3 separate regions of the Arachis hypogaea genome follow, and all the other regions are linked to region 1. The links are chromatin contacts, called in public Hi-C maps. All regions are on one chromosome and are shown on one strand. The core of a region is the stretch at or near the end of the contact, and the rest is flanking DNA. Distances in the headings are between cores, read along the strand shown.

Evidence for each region. Hi-C and Micro-C count contacts between places; a contact is called where the count stands out from the background.
Region 2: a contact with region 1 is called in a Hi-C map of leaf, with 3 times the contacts expected there. The contact joins the enhancer-like site here to the promoter of LOC112789782 in region 1. A contact is called at or near these places in 2 of 8 Hi-C or Micro-C datasets (leaf and an unstated tissue).
Region 3: a Hi-C map of leaf shows a contact between it and region 1, with 6 times the contacts expected there. The contact joins the enhancer-like site here to the promoter of LOC112789782 in region 1. A contact is called at or near these places in 4 of 8 Hi-C or Micro-C datasets (leaf and an unstated tissue).

The regions. Positions count from the first base shown.
Region 1 is chr3:20,790,363-20,793,017 of arahy.Tifrunner.gnm2.J5K5, forward strand. LOC112789782 reads right to left here and starts at 1,353. Exons shown (of 7, transcript XR_011879601.1): 1 at 1,050-1,353; 2 at 622-943.
Region 2 is chr3:20,943,345-20,945,999 of arahy.Tifrunner.gnm2.J5K5, forward strand. No RefSeq gene overlaps it. Among protein-coding and RNA genes, the nearest start is that of LOC112789787, 16 kb to the right of the region's middle. Within about 2 kb of position 1,302, at least 3 of the 3 cell types and tissues checked have open chromatin away from gene starts, as enhancers often do.
Region 3 is chr3:20,653,272-20,655,926 of arahy.Tifrunner.gnm2.J5K5, forward strand. It overlaps LOC112789781 (protein ACCELERATED CELL DEATH 6-like), which reads right to left. Exons shown (of 4, transcript XM_072232522.1): 3 at 2,363-2,655; 4 at 1-617. Among protein-coding and RNA genes, the nearest start is that of LOC112789781, 9.8 kb to the right of the region's middle. Within about 2 kb of position 1,345, at least 2 of the 3 cell types and tissues checked have open chromatin away from gene starts, as enhancers often do.

The sequences.
Region 1 (2,655 bases), core at 103-2,602:
GATAAATATGGAGATTGGGGAGTAAATTTGAAATTTAAAAAGTTAAGTGAGAGTATTTTTTGAAAAAAATATTAAAGGTTTAGTCTCGGTTCCTAGAAAATTAGTCCCGTGTCTAGAAGTCTAGAAGTATTGAAGCCACTAAAACTTTATATTCTAAAACTGAAATTTTAGTTTGAGTTTCTGATCACCAAAGACAATACTCAGCTTCAGTCTCCCAGTCCCAGAAACCAAGTGGATCAGTGACATAGAGGGGCAAAAAGATTTGTTTCCTACTTTCCTATGACAGAAGAGATACAAAAACTCTCCACCATGAGAAGGACTGAGATGGATTGAGCTGGTAAAAGAAATTGTAGTTCCAATTTACTCTCACTCCTTTTCCTAATATTCCAAATTTATCCCCTGAATATTCTTATTCTATATAACCAAACTAGCATGAATACACCTTACATTCTCATTTCCCCAAGCGTAAAATAAGAGCTTTCACATTTTTTCATTGGAGAATTTCATCAAACACCTTATAGGACACAACACAAGCTTCAATTTCAGAACAACACAAAGCAATTTGATTTCACCTAATTGGATTTCAACCAAAGAAACAAAGAGAAGTGGAGGTATTGGAACCTGCGAGCTTGGTGATGGAGGCGTAGAGGGAAGAAGGCCAAGAATACATGACATAGCCAACAAGTTCACCATCAGCGTGGAGGTAGAGAAGTCCAGCGTTCTTCCTTTTGAGTTCGTTGTCGAAAAATGCGGCGTATGATTCGTGTTTGGGAAAGATCTTTCTCTCCAACTTCACAATTTCTTCAATTAACTTAGCACGGTTTTCAGTGTTCCTGTTAAGCTCGGCGATAATCGCCGCGTTCGCCATGATTCACGAGGAAGCCAACCAAACCTGTGTTTATTAAATAACAACAGAATCTGAAAGATTCCTTCTTCAAGTATCCTGCAAGAGAATTAGGGATAAGAAAAGAATAGAGAGATTGGAGAGGCATTCTGAATCTGAGGAACAGAGAGGTGTATGATTAAAATTACAAAAAAGACCTTCCCACCTGCATAGAATTATCGCCATGGTTTACTCCTAAACCGAATTAATGAGCAGCGGGGAAAAGAGGATCGGGGGGGCTGTTCCGCCATACCTTGAGAAAGGAATACTCTGTTGCAGATTTCACTGTTTCGGACGATCCTCCGCCGCTTCTGTCGTCCGAGTCACTGGCTTACCGCGTGACTCTGCCGGCCGGGTTGGTTAAGAGGTGAGTTTTTGGTTGAAATTTTTTTTTTGGGTTGTACATAGAGGTGGGTAGAGGTTGCCGAGCCAGCAGCACAACATGCAGGTCATGTGCTAACTTAGCACGCAACAGATGAACACGTGGTGGAATCAGAAGCAACATGCATCTTGCGTGCTGTTTACGTGGCGTAGCCTACTTGTTAGACATGTGTCAAGTATGTAAGTAATACGTTCATTCTGCTTGTTGAACACGTGACAGATGCTGGTTGGATGACTTTGCAATACGAAATCTGCAAAGTGAGTCTTTTACTTATAAAAATCGGAGTTCGACTGCATTGCAGGAGAGGTGTTTTTCTCTACTGTTAGTGTCATGGAAGGCATATTGCAAATATAGTAATTTACCACAACAGTAAGATTATACGTAATACATATAAGGGCATTAGTTTTGCTTGTGAGAGTATATTTTCGTTTGTGGTTTTGTGCACTATAATGTTTGCGAAACTACAGTACGGACTTCATTAGAGTATAGAGAGTAATATTTTAAAGAGGGTGAGCAACATTATTCTCTACCGGAATTTGGTTGCCGTATTTGGTGGCCTGATATATTTTGAGGTTATGCCGATCGTTGACGAAACAAGTATTTAGCGAATGTTTCATATTCACCAGCAAACTCAAGTGCAACATCCAAGGATTGAGTTGTATGTTGAGTTTGAACATATAACTACAGATGAGGTTCAACATGACCCAAATGTGCAAGATGACAAAACTGAAGCGTACAAAGGCATGAACGATGATAGCGACAAGGAGTTCGAAGCTATGTATGAAGCCGGTGACAAGGACGAGGATGACAATGGGGAGGTGAGGCAGTCGCAGAAACTTTAATGGTTCCACCCGCAGTTAGTCAACTGATGGACGTTTCACCTTTTATGCGTAGCTTGGATCTTGACCGCATGCACCGGAGTTTTCCAAATATGTGAACATAGGTACGTGAATAGTGGGTAGTATGTTTTCTTTATTTTGTTTTGACGGATTGATGAGCAACAATGTATTCTTGTTATAGGTGTTGCTGATCCTGAGGACGAGAAGTTCAAGATCGGAATGAAATACGGTTCTCGAAAATTGGTTATTGCGGCAATTCAAAGTTACACTATCTTCAGATGAGTCGATTACGTTATTTACGAATCAAAGCCACAGACGTTCTATGCAAAATGCAAGACTTATGGACTTGGGTATGATTGGCTTATCCAAACCAGCTTGATACAGAAGAAAGCTTGTTGGGAGATTTGGAGATATAACGGGAGGCACACGTGTTCCATGGGAACAATCACTCTAAGTTGGACTCGAACACAATTGCTGAGGCTATGAAGCTATTGGTTGAATCTGACCCATCTTATAAAGGTTTGATGATTCTAGTTGAACTTGAGAAGGGG
Region 2 (2,655 bases), core at 52-2,551, 150 kb after region 1:
ATTATATTATTAATATTTGTAAAATCACATATGATAAATAATAATTTAAAATTAAATATAAAATTTATTGTTTTAATATTTAGTTTAAATTTATTTTAAATTTTATATAAAATGATAAAATTTACAATTATATTAAATATACATAAAAGATTAACTATCAAATTAATTATTTATATAAAATATATATTAAAATATAAATATATATTAAAAATAAATTATATGTATTTATACATAAATACATTAAAAATTATTAATAACTTAGAAAAAAAGGATTGAATCTAAGACAACTTTTTAATTTAGTAACTAAAACAGATTGAATCTTAAATGTTATAGTGTCTGTTAAAATAATTATGTAGGAAATTTTTTATTTTTATCTCATAAAAATAGAATAAAAAATAGAACAGAAAAAAAAAACTTGTACCATGTATATCCTAATTTAGCCACTTAATATAATGTGATCTACATCTAGTTTTTACTATAACAATGATAGAATTTTTATTATAGTTTTTAGAATTACATACATTAATTTCTTAGGATTATTTCTAATCCTATCAAAGAACACATAAGTTTCTTACTAAATTTGTAACCATTAAGCTACCTAATTTAGATTTTAATACTAAGTACTTTCCAAACTTAGTAAAGAGAACCTGGCAAGTTCATGACAAAAAACAGAAAATACATAAAAAAGATTTGATACATTCAATGACTTTTTTTACAAGTATATCTCTCTTTGTCTTTTCTCTCAATAACTTTACTAATGCCTCACATATTTGTCTTTATCATTAAAACAAAAAAAACTAAACTAAAAAATAACATATTCAATGAACAACATACAGGAGAAGATAAATATAACAAGAATGCTATAAAAAAAAAATCAGATTTAGTGCTCTTACTCCTTACCTTTAATTCTTGATTGAATGCTCCTTTTATATAAGTGCATTGCTTCTAAAACTTGAAGTTGTTCTTGGTGACAATTGTTGAGCATCAAGGGCTAAAACATGATTGTATTCTCCTTCAAAAAATGAATACAACATAAGATTAGTGGAGGTGCAAAATGACAGAGAAACAATGTTACAGTGACAGAAGATCATGGGCAGGAATGTGCTGTCTTTGTTGTTTCTTTTTCTTTCTTTTGTGGGTAGCAAGTTGTCCTTGGTTGTACAAACCAAAACTGCACCATTTAATTTTTTTTTTTTTTGGCTCCAAGTTTTGTTAATTTTCCTCCATCATACTTTGATGTAAATGATTTGGTGCCAAAGATGAAATAAACACACTTTTTCTTCTTGCTATGGGCTATACTCGAATATGAAATGATGGACTAAAATGCAGAATACTTTTGTTATTCCTGTCCAACTTATAGCTGCAATGCCCATTTAATTTTGTCCAAAACTGATCAATGTTTTTTTTGTACTGAGCAACTTTTCTTATTTGGATCTACATAAATAACATTCATCAAATACCATTTGAACTTTTAAACCCAAACACTTATCGACCAAAAAAAAAAAACCCAAACACTTATATATTTGTCATCATCAAACTAATATTATAACCAATTTGGGTTGGTCGAGTGGTCAGCTCACTTATCCGCTTAAACAAGTGTCGGGAGTTCAAATTTCACCTTGTGCATGCAGCAACCCATTGGCCAGCGGCAGACCCTTAATTGAAGCTCAGATCCGCAACGGATTAGTTCTTAACGTGTCGAGTTGGGGATACTGTTTGGGTAAACTAAAAAAAAAAAATCAAACTAATATTATTATTTTTTAAACTTAACATAGACGGTGACTTATTTTTTGTGAGCATATAATATTTTTAAAAATTTAATAGATTTTTACCAAAGTAAAAATGTCTTTCTAAAATGAAACAAGTTTTATTTTATTAATTGTCTCAATCAAAGAATTATTAAAACCATTTTGCTTTATACACACGTAAATTTTAAAACCTTAAAACCATTCTATTAGAGTTATTCTTAATATCGTTAAAATTATCCATAGAGGTTTTGGTTTCAAATCTTGATAGTTTGAATAAATAAACATAAATCCATACCATTTGGTTAGGTGTGCCATGTGCTATGTTATATTAGGTGGATTTGTCATTAGATGTGTCCTTCAATGGTTTCTTGGCTCTTTGTTGAAATGAGTCTATATTGACCTATATTTTATACTGAAAGATATTTTCCTCCTTTGTCGTTGCTGTGATCAATATTCGAACTTCGAAAATTATAAAGTTTCTACAACTAAGTTCAGAAGAGGAGTTGGATGATAAACCTCCGAATATAATTATTTTTTTTTTTTGTTAAAAAAACGGGGCTAAAGCCCAAGAAGAGATTACAGAGAAGAGGTCATTCGGGGTAACAATACTCCTCTTAAATCATCAGCTAAGATTTGTTTAACACCTTAGGGGGTTGATCTAGAAAAAGAAAATTTGGATGCATGCTTATATTCTCTTTCTCTTTCGCAAGCTAGTCCGCCAGTTGATTGCTTTCTCTGAAGTTGTGTTTCAATACTACCATCCAATTTTGATCTATACATTGAGCAATTCTCCGAATTAAAGGGTCATGGTGATATTTGCTTTTCTCTCTAGCATTGAGCATCACTGTTACTGCCTTTGAGTCTATTTCTACCATCACTTTTTTAAACCTTAAGTCCCAAGCAATGT
Region 3 (2,655 bases), core at 95-2,594, 140 kb before region 1:
GTGTATTGACAAAATTTACAGCTAAACCAAATAAGGAATCTGTTAACTCGACGCACAAGAGGGTTGCGACCTCTATATGGGAAACATGCTACAACACCTATAGAGATGATAATGGAAATGAAGAAAATGGCAAGGACAGTTATAACAATTGCAAGAAAGGAGTCATTACTGACGGTTAGACATACAGCAAACGCAAATGCCAAAGCAACCGACGTGACACCGAAACACATAAAAAGCGTTGCGCAATTGATAGCCATCTCTGCAAGACGGTCATCCCCAAGTCGTTCCCACAAAAACATCATAGATCCAATTGCGGAGCAATACATAGCTATGGTGTTGAAGATCGTGAACACCTTGAACAATTTTTTGTCAGCCAGGACTGCCATTCCTCTATTGTGTGGGTTTGGGTCATCAGAACTATAAACACCACCTGGAACACTAAAAGCTGCACTAAATGTAATTGTAACCAATAGTGTACTCACAATCAAAAATATGTTGACCGTTTGTTGGTCATATTTCATGCCTATTTGGGGTGATTCTGAACGTGACCGATACAATTTATATGCTCTCATTGAACATGAAGCTCCAGATTTTCCTAATGTCCAATATGAGAGTTTCTGCATGGAAATTGAACATGTCAAACATCCAGTTGCCACTCCATAAAAATGAAAAGGTGGAGTGTTGTGGTATTACCAACTCTAAATAAATTATTCTTCTATATTTCTTTGTAGACAGAAGTAGGATTAATTAATTGTCTAAGTAGCCAACACTTTTTTTTGTTTGTTTTATATTTAAATTAAAAAAAATATTTAGTAACTAAAGAAAATTAGTTCTATAATTAATTTTATTTAGTATTCATTAATTGTTGTGATAATTAATGAATGTTAAATAAGACAAATTTTTTTTTTTTTTTTTTAACACAGTCAATTTTCTCTTCTTTCTTTTTAACTTAAAGTGTTGGGTCCCTAAATTATATATATACATACACACGAGTGTACAAAATCTACAATTTAAATATAATTAACATTTCACTTTAGCATTTAAGCAACCAAGAAGGCTAGACTTGAAAAAGTGTAAAACTCTTGTAGAAAATCATTTTACAGATATTATGTAAATAGGAATCTAATGAGTCAGTAAATAAATTTAGGCCACAATTAGATCTTTGTATAAATGCACACGATTGAAACAAACATTCATGAAACCTTTTCTAATGATATATGGCTTTTTAAATTCTTTAAATCTAATCATCTTATTTTTTTTAATCAGATGAGTTAGACAGCTCATAATTTTACGCATTAAAACATCACAACACATCCACACCACGCTCTCACACGACCCTATTCAATGTTTGGTATTCTCCAAAATTCGAATGTCAAGAGGCATATGATTTACCACCTAAGCTAAGGCCTTAGCTACTATCCTATTTTTGCTGTCAAACACCGTCGAATTCGTAGGCTTCGACAAGGTGGGGCGAGTTGGCCAGTGGGGCAACAACTAACAATTTTATTTTTGAAAAGATGTATAAGCAAATATGTGTAAATATCATTTCTTCCTGTATCTCGATTGCAATAATGACGAGATAAATGATAAAGTATAAAAATATAAATAGTCTTGATTTTTTTAAAAAAATCCCTTGGTCAATGGGTAGGTAGATATAAATAATTAAGAGTAAATGATTAAATTAGTCTCTAAAAAATCATTCATTCTTTAAATTAGTTTCTGAAAGATTTTTTTAATCAAATTGTCCTTTAAAGATTTTAGATTAGTCATGTTAGTCCTTCTGTCATTTTGTTTGTTGATGGTGTCAATATTTACTAATGTAATACCTTAAGTGACACTCCAACACACATCTAAAAGTCTTAATTGACTATTAACATGATTAGTTTATAAAATTAGATAAAATCAACCTCAAATTTAGAGATTCTAATACCTCAAGTTCTCTTCACAATTTGGTTTTGATTTGATCTAATTTCATAAACTTATTATGTTAATAGTCAATTAAAAACTCCTACATGTGTGTTAGAGTGTCACTTAATATTTTACATTAACAAATTTCGACACTATTAACAAACAAACTGACAGAAGGACTAACATGACTAATTTCAAATATTTAAAAGATGAATTTAATTTAAAAAATTTTTCGGGAACTAATTTGGAGAACAAATGATTTTTCAATGACTAATTTGACTATTTACTTAGAATAATTAAATATATAATGCAACTTTGTCGGTGCTTGGCATAGGTTTCCTTTTTGTTTGACTTTTTGTGAGTACGGGGCCATAGGTTTAAATAGGATGGAGTGACCTACTTCATGACATTAGCTACAACCTACTTGATGACATTAATAAAGTGTAGTTAGTACCTCTCTTGGTGTTTCTCTTAGGCTGAGATGAAACAAGACAATATCAAGAGCAGTTAGACCGTCATTGTTGACATAGTTTAGCTTCACTCTTTCATCTCCGGTCATCACGAACAAAACCTCAGGGAATAAATTTTTTGCAGCCAAATGTAATGGGGTATTTCCATTCTTGTCTTTCTCATTTATAGTGAACGGTTCAATCTTCTTGTTTCTTAGTAAGTACTTTAACAAATTAGCTTTTCCATTCTTGGCTGCAATGTGCAAAATGTTTTGACCTTTCTGATTAAGACATACTT